Regions from separate parts of the Sus scrofa genome. Here region 1 is linked to region 2. Evidence: chromatin contacts called from public HiChIP or PLAC-seq data. All regions are on one chromosome and are shown on one strand. The core of a region is the stretch at or near the end of the contact, and the rest is flanking DNA. Distances in the headings are between cores, read along the strand shown. Region 1 holds the start of EIF2B4 (a long non-coding RNA gene). Region 2 holds the start of PPM1G (protein phosphatase 1G).

What was found. HiChIP or PLAC-seq counts read pairs in DNA pulled down with a chosen protein or histone mark.
Region 1: an H3K27ac HiChIP or PLAC-seq map of alveolar macrophages shows a contact between it and region 2. The contact joins the promoter of EIF2B4 here to the promoter of PPM1G in region 2. A contact is called at or near these places in 5 of 47 Hi-C or Micro-C datasets (liver, retroperitoneal adipose tissue and skeletal muscle) and 2 of 2 datasets of contacts at active chromatin or transcription factors (alveolar macrophages and skeletal muscle).

What each region holds. Positions count from the first base shown.
Region 1 is chr3:111,779,508-111,783,942 of Sscrofa11.1, forward strand. It overlaps EIF2B4 (a long non-coding RNA gene), which reads left to right and starts at 2,154. Exons shown (of 13, transcript XR_002342807.1): 1 at 2,154-2,283; 2 at 2,655-2,698; 3 at 2,942-3,077; 4 at 3,272-3,476; 5 at 3,989-4,073; 6 at 4,261-4,352. It overlaps SNX17 (sorting nexin-17), which reads right to left and starts at 2,038. Exons shown (of 16, transcript XM_021087689.1): 1 at 1,792-2,038; 2 at 1,254-1,328; 3 at 112-229. The coding sequence starts at 1,854.
Region 2 is chr3:111,745,169-111,749,649 of Sscrofa11.1, forward strand. It overlaps PPM1G (protein phosphatase 1G), which reads left to right and starts at 2,844. Exons shown (of 10, transcript XM_005655254.3): 1 at 2,844-3,244. The coding sequence starts at 3,125.

The DNA.
Region 1 (4,435 bases), core at 904-3,403, 34 kb after region 2:
AGGCCTCCCAGATCTAGAAACTACTTCAGAACCTTCTACAGAACCAGCTGCTTTGAGTCTCTCCCTGGAGTCCTCAACAGAGTCAGCCTAAAGTTCCCTCCAACCACTCACCGGCTTGCATGTACTTCTCTAACTGCTCTCTTCTCTGTTCTACCTCAGCAGGGGTCAGAGAGAAAAGCTTCTTTGGGGGGAATGCAGGAAGCACATTGGCCCCATATTCCTTCCGAAGCTATTTGGAGAAAGAGATACAATTCTTCACACAAACACAGCAAAAGAGAAGAGGCAACACACACTCATAATGTCCTCCTGGGCTTTCCTTCCCCTGCCTCAGTTCCTGCTCCCCTGTGTCCCCTGGTCATCCAGGAAATGAGCCCTTTGGCAGAGGCAGCATCCCAAGGGAGCGCTGTCCTAGATACAGGTTCTTTCCGATCTTACTGTGTAGAAGTCAGCCTCTTCACAATACGGGGAGAGTTTGTAAAGGGCCTGGGTTTTGGGAGCACCTTGATGATCTAGCAAGGCTGTGTTCACTGAACCCTCACAGGAAGCAAAGGGCTTTGTAAGAAAGGTTTGTGTGCACAAACAAGTAATGGCTAAGTATGTTCGCGACGTGTCTTAGGACTGAGAGGGACTTTGCAGATCAACAAATCCATTTTTCAGGTGTGAAAGCCGAGGCCCAAAGAAATCAGGTAACTTGCTTAGGGCTGCACAACCAGTTATGAATAGAACCAGGACGCTGTACTGAGTTAAATACAGAGCTCACAATTTGGTGTGGAGAACGGAGAAACATTACATCATCGACACATACGGATAACTGGAACAGCTACACCCACTCAGGTGAGTCAAGGAACACAGAAGGAAACTGGTGAATGGTTTGTATGAGCAGGGAAGAGAGTTTCAAGTGGCAGCTCAGATGACAGAGGGAAAGTGCTTTGGCAGTGGAGCGGGGAAGGGTCGTCGGTTTCTCCATGCACGGACAAAGGCAGTGTACAGGCTGTGTAAGGAGGGGACCAAGAAGCAGGAAGGAGGATGTTAGTACAGGGAGGCGCAGTTAGAGGCGCAGATTCGTGGGGAGTCCCCTGGAAATGTCAGACGATGGTAAGATAAAGCACCAGATCCAACATGGCAGTGATTATGGTAGTGAGTAAAAGGGAACTACAGCCCCCGGGAAAGCGACGAGGGGGAAAATGGAGACACTGATGCCCAGGTGTAGGAAAGGGCTTGAAGCTGCCTCAAGGCAGGAGTGCTAGTCCCACCTGCTCGTGCAGCCCCAGGAGCTGACTGTAGCGCACTCGACAGTGCAGGACTCCATTCACGTGAATGTTATAGGCCTGAGGACACAAAAACAGGCAAGCATTTTAAGGTCGCGGTCTGGGCGACCCCCTTGAGAACCCTGGCCGGAAGTTGCCTGGCACAGCTCTGCCTGATTAAGGCGCCGAGATCTTCCGAAGGTTGCCAGTCTGTTTGCCCCGGAGCCAGGTCCCAAAGCAGAAGGACCGGTCCCGGGGAAACCCGGGCGCTCGGGCTGGAGTCTTCCTCCCCAAGAGGCCAGTGACGCCCACCAGAGTAGCCGCGGCCCAGTCGAGGGAGGTGACGCGGCGGAACAAAGGACCTACAGGAGCTGGGGAGACCTCTGGACGAATCTGAGACGTAATATAAGCTCCCAGCGAGGCCATCGGGAGTTGGCGGCCAGTGACCAGGCCCGAAAGGCGGCGGCCAGACCTCGGAGGCCGCTCGGAGGGCTCCGGCCCGTTATCCCCGCCCCTGCCCGGCCGGGCTCCGGCCGCTCCTCACCACGTAGGCGGAGCCGCCGCTGTCCCCGCTGCGGGACTCGGTTTCAGGAATGGAAAAGTGCATGTTCCCTGCGGCAGGGCCCGGCCGGGCTCCGAACTGTGAGGGCCGCAGTGGCTTTGCACGCTCGCCTCCGCTACTCAGCGCGTCCCCGAAGCTTCGCTCGCCATTTTTGGGCGGGGGGGGCGGCCGTTGAGATCCGAGGAGGGAAGGACTGGAGACGTCCGCTCTGGGGCGCAGCTTCCCGGGGAATCCTGGGAACTGTAGTCTAAAGGGCAAGAGCCTACTGCCGGGATTGGGAACCCAGGTTTGACTGGGCCCTTATCGCGACCCATAGCCCGGGCGGAGCCGCAGAGCACGTCGGGGCTTGTAGTCCTCTGGGTGGGGGAGCTGCGCTCCGCAGCTGTCGGCCTTGGGGGCGCTCTGGTCCCTGTGACTGCAGCGGGCGGAGCCTAGGACGGGTGATGGCTGCTGTGGCTGTGGCTGTTCGCGAGGGTGAGTGAAGGGGCGGCCGCACAAACAGGTACGCGAGCCGCCAGGCCCTGGGAGGCTACGGCTGGGCCCCGAGCCCCTCTCGGCCCTGTCGTTCGGTTCCGGCACCGCGCGGGAATCTGGTCCGCGGTGTCTCGGACGCACTCCGCCCTGCGCGTCGGCCTGTTCCTGCGGGAAGGGTGCGTGCTCTCTCCTCCCCCCGCCGCCTTTGATCCTGCTGCGCACTGCGTCCCCACGCGGATCCCTGGCTCACCTCCCGCCTGGTGGAGGAGCCGTGGTCATGCGGACCCAGCAGCCAGCTGCGTCGAGTACGAGCCCCTCTAAACCCTTCCGGAACCTCTCTGATTCACTTTGTGCCCTGTTTTCTGATGCAGACTCGGGATCTGGGATGAAGGCGGAGCTTGCTTCTCGGCCAGGGGTAAGTGAGGGTGCCCTCCCAAGCCGCCTGTCAAGCGCTACGCAGGAGGCAGTGTCAACTTATAAGCCTTATTGGTAATGTGACTGCGATCCTGGGGGAAAGGCTTCCATCCCTGTGGGCTGTTAGCTTGTAACAGGTAGCTGGTAAGAGTTAAGGAGCATTAGGGACCTTTTGGGAATCCTGTAGTGTTTATTCGTTTTTTGAAATGGTTGGGAAAAAGCAGTATTTATGTCTGTGTCTTAGGCAGGGGGGAGGGAGATGACCCAAGAAGAAAAGCTGCAGCTTCGGAAAGAAAAGAAACAGCAAAAGAAGAAACGGAAGGAGGAAAAGGGGACAGAACCAGAAACTGGCTCTGCTGTGTCTGCAGCCCAATGTCAAGGTGCGGGGGCTTTTTTAAAGGGCTGGGCTGTGGAGCTGGTAAAGGGATGTGGCGGGAGAGAAGAAGGGGAGACAGGACAAAGTTGGTTGGAACAAGTGAAGAGAGACAAAGTTTAGATAAACAGAAAAGAAGCTTTGGTTGGGGCATAGATAGTACCTGCCTGGAGCTTGGGCACCTCTTCCATCTACCCTTAGTAGGCCCGACCAAAGACCTGCCAGGACCGGACAGTCAGTTGGGCACTGCCAAGGAGAAAATTCCAGCAGGTCGGAGTAAAGCTGAACTTCGAGCTGAACGGCGAGCGAAGCAAGAGGCTGAGCGGGCCCTGAAGCAGGCAAGAAAAGGGGAACAAGGAGGGCCCCCTCCTCAGTCCTGCCCCAGCACAGCTGGAGAAACCCCTCAGGTATTTTCCCATCGTTTCAAGACCTCTGTTGGCTCTCCATTCCTGAGTTAGCTAGGGCTTCCCCACTGAAAAGCAGCTCTTCTCTCCCATTCTTCGCCTTGGTTCCCAGTTCTCTCCCCAACCTTGTCCTCCCCCTGTTTATTTTTATTTTTACTTTGTCTTTTTAGGGCCACACCTGCAGCATATGGAGGTTCCCAGGCTAGGGGTCGAATCGGAGCTGTAGCTGCTGGCCTACGCCACAGCCACAGCAACACCAGATCTGAGCTGTGTCTGCACCTATACCACAGCTCACGGCTGTGCCGGATCCTTAACCCACTGAGCAAGGCCGGGGATCAAACCCGTGTCCTTATGGATGCTAGTTGGTTTTGTTACCGCTGAGCCATGACCAGAACTCCCCCTGTTTCTTCTACTCTTTTCTCCTCCACCTCAAATTTTTTTGATGTCCCTTATAACCCTGAAAGCAAATTTCTCATCATGAGCTAGTGTCTTGAAAACACGTCTGTTTTCTTCTAGGAGTGAAGCGGCTACCTGAGCACACCCAGGTTGATGAACCCACACTTCTGAGAAGGCTTGTTAAACGGCCCGAGCGACAGCAGGTAGGGAGTGGGTTAGGTGTGTGGCCAGAAAGAGCCTAGGGAGGGAGGAAAGTTGCTCAGGGCAAAGGGAGACCCTGGGAAAGGCTGGGTATTTGGGTCAAAGTGGGCTCGCTGTCTCCTTCCCTCCCAGCATCATCCCATAGTTTTAAACTCCAGGCTCTTGGTCCTGTTCTTCTGTTTTGTCCAGGTTCCAACACGAAAGGATTATGGCTCCAAAGTCAGTCTCTTCTCCCACCTACCCCAGTACAGCAGACACAACTCTCTGACCCAGTTTATGAGGTAGGATCTTATGATGAAGTTGTCCGATGAGCTTTTAAGTCTGAGAAGTTTTAGACATCCTGTTTTGAAAGCGAGGGAAACTC
Region 2 (4,481 bases), core at 1,594-4,093:
TATTTATTTATTTTCATTTTTGGCCACTCTGCAGGGTAAGGAGCTCCCGTGCCAGGAATCAGATCTGAGCTGCAGGCTCAACCTAAGCTGAAGCTGGGGCAATGCTGAATCCTTAATCACTGTGCCAGGCCAGGGATTGAACCCATGTCCCAGGGCTCCCAAGATGCCACCAATCCCATTGTGCCACAGTGGGAGCTCCCATGCCATATTTTAGATTTCACATATAAGTGATGTCATATGGTATTGTCTTTCTCTTTCTGACTTAGGATGAGAATTTTGAATTGCATCCGTGTTGCTGCAAATGGCATAACTTAGGATGAGAATTTTGTATTGCATCCATGTTGCTGCAAATGGCATAATTTCATTATTTTTTATGGCTGAATAGTATTCCATTGTATATGTGTGCCCCCACCCCCCTTTTTTTGCTTCTTAGGGCCGCACTCGTGGCATACGGTAGGGGTCGAATTGGAGCTTAGCTGCTGGACTATACCACCGCCACAGCAATGCCAGTGCGGAGCCGCATCTGCAAACTACACCACAGCTCATGGCAATGCCAGATCCTTAACCCACTGAGCAAGACCAGGGATCAAACCCGAATCCTCATGGATGCTAGATAGATGCTGAGCCATGATGGGTACTCCAAGTACCACATATTCTTAATCCATTCATCTGTCGATGGACATTTGGTTTGTTTCCATGTCTTGGTTAATGTGAATAGTGCTCCAATGAACAAAGGAAAGCATGTATTTGTTGAATTATAGTTTTGTCCAGATATATATGCCTAGGAGTGGGACTGCCAAATCATCTGGTAGTTCTATTTTTAGTTTTCTGAGGACTCTTCATACTGTTTTCCATAGTGGTTGTACCAATTTACATTCCCACCAATAGTGTAGGTGGGTTCCTTTTTCTCCACACCCTCTCCAGCATTTGTTATTTGTAGACTTATTAATGATGGCCATTCTGACTGTTGTGAGGTGGTACCTCATTGTAGTTTTGATTTGCATTTCTTTAATAATTAGGCACATTTTTTCATGTGCCTGCTGGCCATCCATATGTCTTCTTTGGAGAAATTTCTGTTTAGGTTTTCTGCCCACTTTTCCACTGGGTTGTGTTTTTTGTTGTTGTTGAGCATTGTGTTGTTGTGTTGTTATGGAGATTAAGCCCTGGTCGATTGATTGCATCATTTGCAACTATTTTTTTTCCCATTCTGTAGGTTGTCTTTTCATTTGTTTATGGTTTCCTTTGCTGTACAAAACTTGTACATTTGATTAGGTCTTATTTTTTTAAATTTTTTTGTCTTTTAGGACTTCACCGGTGACATATGGATGTTCCCAGGCTAGGGGTTGAATAGGAGCTATAGCTGCTGGCCTATGCCACAGCCACGGCAGCTCGGGAACTGAGCCACATCTGTGACCTACACCACAGCTCACGGCAATGCCAGATCCTTAACCCATTGAGCAAGGCCAGGGATTGAACCTGAGTCCTCATGGGTGCTAGTCGGATTCGTTAAACATTGAGCCGCGACGGGACCTCGAGGTGTTATTTATTTTTATTGTATTTCTATTACTTTGGGAGACTGACCTAAGAAAACATCGGTATGGTTGATGTCAGAGAATGTTTTGCCTCCATTCTCTTCTAGGAATTTTATGGTGTCATGTCTTATGTTTACATCTGTAAGCCATCTTGAGTTTATTTTTGTGCATGGTGTTTTCTAGTTTCATTGATTTACATTCGGCTATCCAGTTTTCCCAGCACCACTTGCTGAAGAGACTTGTCTTTCCCCCGTTTTATTTTTATTTATTTTGGTAGAACAAGAAGTTTATTACTCCCACTCAGTGGTTCCTGAGGGCTTTGATGTTTCCCCCACTTTATATTCTTTTAATTTTTTTGTCTTTTTAGGGCCCCACACGTGGCATATGGAAGTTTCCAGGCTAGGGGTCCAAACTGAGCTTCAGCTGCCGGCCTACACCACAGCCACGCAGGATCCAAGGTGTGTTTTCGATCTACACCTCATGGCAACACCAGATCCTTTTATTATATAAATTTTTTGGGGGGGGCACCCCATATGTATATGGAAGTTCCCGGGCTAGGGGTTGAATTGGAGCTGCAGCTGCCAGCCTACACCACAGCCACAGCAATCCTGGATCCAAGCTGCATCTTCCACCTACACCACAGCTCAAGGCAATGCCAGAATACCAGATCGTTAATCTGGTTAGTGAGGCCAGGGATCGAACCAGCATCCTCATGGATCCTAGTCGCGTTCGTTAACCACCAAGGGAACTCCTTCCATTTTTATATTCTTACCCCCTTTGTGGGTCTTAACTGATGTGTCTGGGTTTATTTCTGCGCTCTGTTTTGCTCCACTGATCCTTTCATCTCTTTTTGTACCAGTATCACACTCCCTTGATTACCGTAGGTTTCTATCTCTTACTCTCCTCTGATTTCATCCCGACCAGCACAGACGTCATAGATCAAGGTCTTCATTTTCTTTGTCAAAAAGACTCACATCCCACTGGCACAGACCTCACAAGGCCTGGCCAGGATACTTCATGCTCTCAGAACAAATACTAGCCAACTTTAAGTCAACCTTTTCGGGCGCGGTTCGCAGAGTCTGCGGGCGCGGAGGGGAGACAGGGAGCTGACACGCTGGAGGATGGACCGGAAGCCCCAGGTCCCAAACAAAAGAGCTCAGGCAAAACGCGAGGCCAGGAGAAGAGGCGGGGGACAGGGTGGCAGAGCTGGAGGCAACGCGCAGCCCACGGGGACGGCCCAAGCAGGCCGCGGCCGTTGGTGGGCGTGGCCGCGCCAGTCTCGCGGGAGCGGCGGTTGGGCGGGCCGTTGTCCCCGCGGGCGGGGCGAGTTGCTAAGGAAATGACTACCCGCGGCGCGGCGCCGTGCCGCGCCGCGCCGGCCGGGCGGGGTCTGAAGCGGTGCCGTTTCCGTTTCCGCTCCCTCTCTGCTCCCGTCCCGTTACCGCCTCCTGGCCCGCCTCGCGCCTTTCACCGGCACCTTGCGTCGGCCGCGCAGTCTAGCCCGCTCCTGCCACGCGCGCCCCCGGGGCTCCGGCTCCGGCACGGGTCGCGCCCCACTCGCCTTCCCCTGAGGTCGCCGGTCAGCCGCCGCCATGGGTGCCTACCTCTCCCAGCCCAACACGGTGAAGTGCTCTGGGGACGGGGTCGGCGCCTCGCGCCTGCCGCTGCCCTACGGCTTCTCCGCCATGCAAGGCTGGCGCGTCTCCATGGAGGTGAGGCGGGAGGGGCCCATAGGCTGGCGACTGCAGGGCGGGAACCCGACGGAGAAAGGGAGCGGGGGGATGGGGTCATCCTCGGGGAAGGGTCCGAATCGAGATCCTGCGACCGGAGCAGCAATCTGGGGGGCGACAGCGAGAGCGGGGCCGAGGCAGCGAGAGAGCTGCCGGTGCTAGGGAACCGTGTGCCGGTGGCCACCTTGGCGGTGAGGGCTCGGCCATGTGGGGAGAGGCACCTTCCGCCCACTGACCGACGTCCCCGTGCCTTCGCGCCATCCTCTCGTGCTAACCCAGCCTTCCAGGCTCGCAAACGGTGTGAGGTTTAGTGTGGGAGTGAAGATGAAAAGGGACTATCCATTGATTTTGCTAGGGAGAGGGGGATAGATGTGAATGAGTGTACTTAAAAAAAAAAAAAAGAAGTGATGTGAGAGGGTTCTTTGGACGAGGAGTTTGACAGTGAAAGGAAGCCGGGTAAATGGTCTGTTTCAAATTCTTAATACCTAGTTGCCTGGCCCTGGGCACCACAAATTAATTTCGGAGGTTTGACTTGACTTGCAAGAATTGTCTCTTGTTTGTTTCAGGGCCTTTCATGGCCTTTGGAAAACTTGAATTGTGTCCATCACGATAATTTCTTTTTTTATAATGCTTGATTTTCTTTTTTTCCTCACTCGGGGTTTCTCTAAAACTTGGTACTTGTCTTTTGCCTGTGCTTGTTGTAGTTTATAGTTTCCTTGATTTTCAACAATTTCATCAACTTTTTGTCTTAACGTACAGAGAACTCTTTTTCTTTCATAGAAAATTTTGCTATGGAAAAATTCTGGAGAAAAAGGCATAGTATTGGGCAACTGTATGGGAAACTGCAAAGGAGAATGGAGAAAACTATGGTAGGAAGGGAAGGGGGAAAGACGTGTGACATGTTTTTGTGAAGAGTACCGGGAGATCTAGGCAGAGGAGCCAGGGAAATGCTCATAATTCTGTCTGGGATTGAGGGTTGATCCATTTACTAGGTGGGCTTCAGGTAGCAGCAAATACTGTCTCCCTTGGGAATTTCTTCAAATCCCTCACTCCTCCCTGTGGTTAGCTCTGGAATGACAGTGTAAACTTGAATGGTTTGTTCTCAAAGTGAAATTTTGAACCCACAGGAGACATTATCATTAGGTGTAAAATTTCCGGAATGGAGAGGATCCTATAGTTATCTCACTAAGATTGGCTCCCACCCTTTACTGCTCAGAAA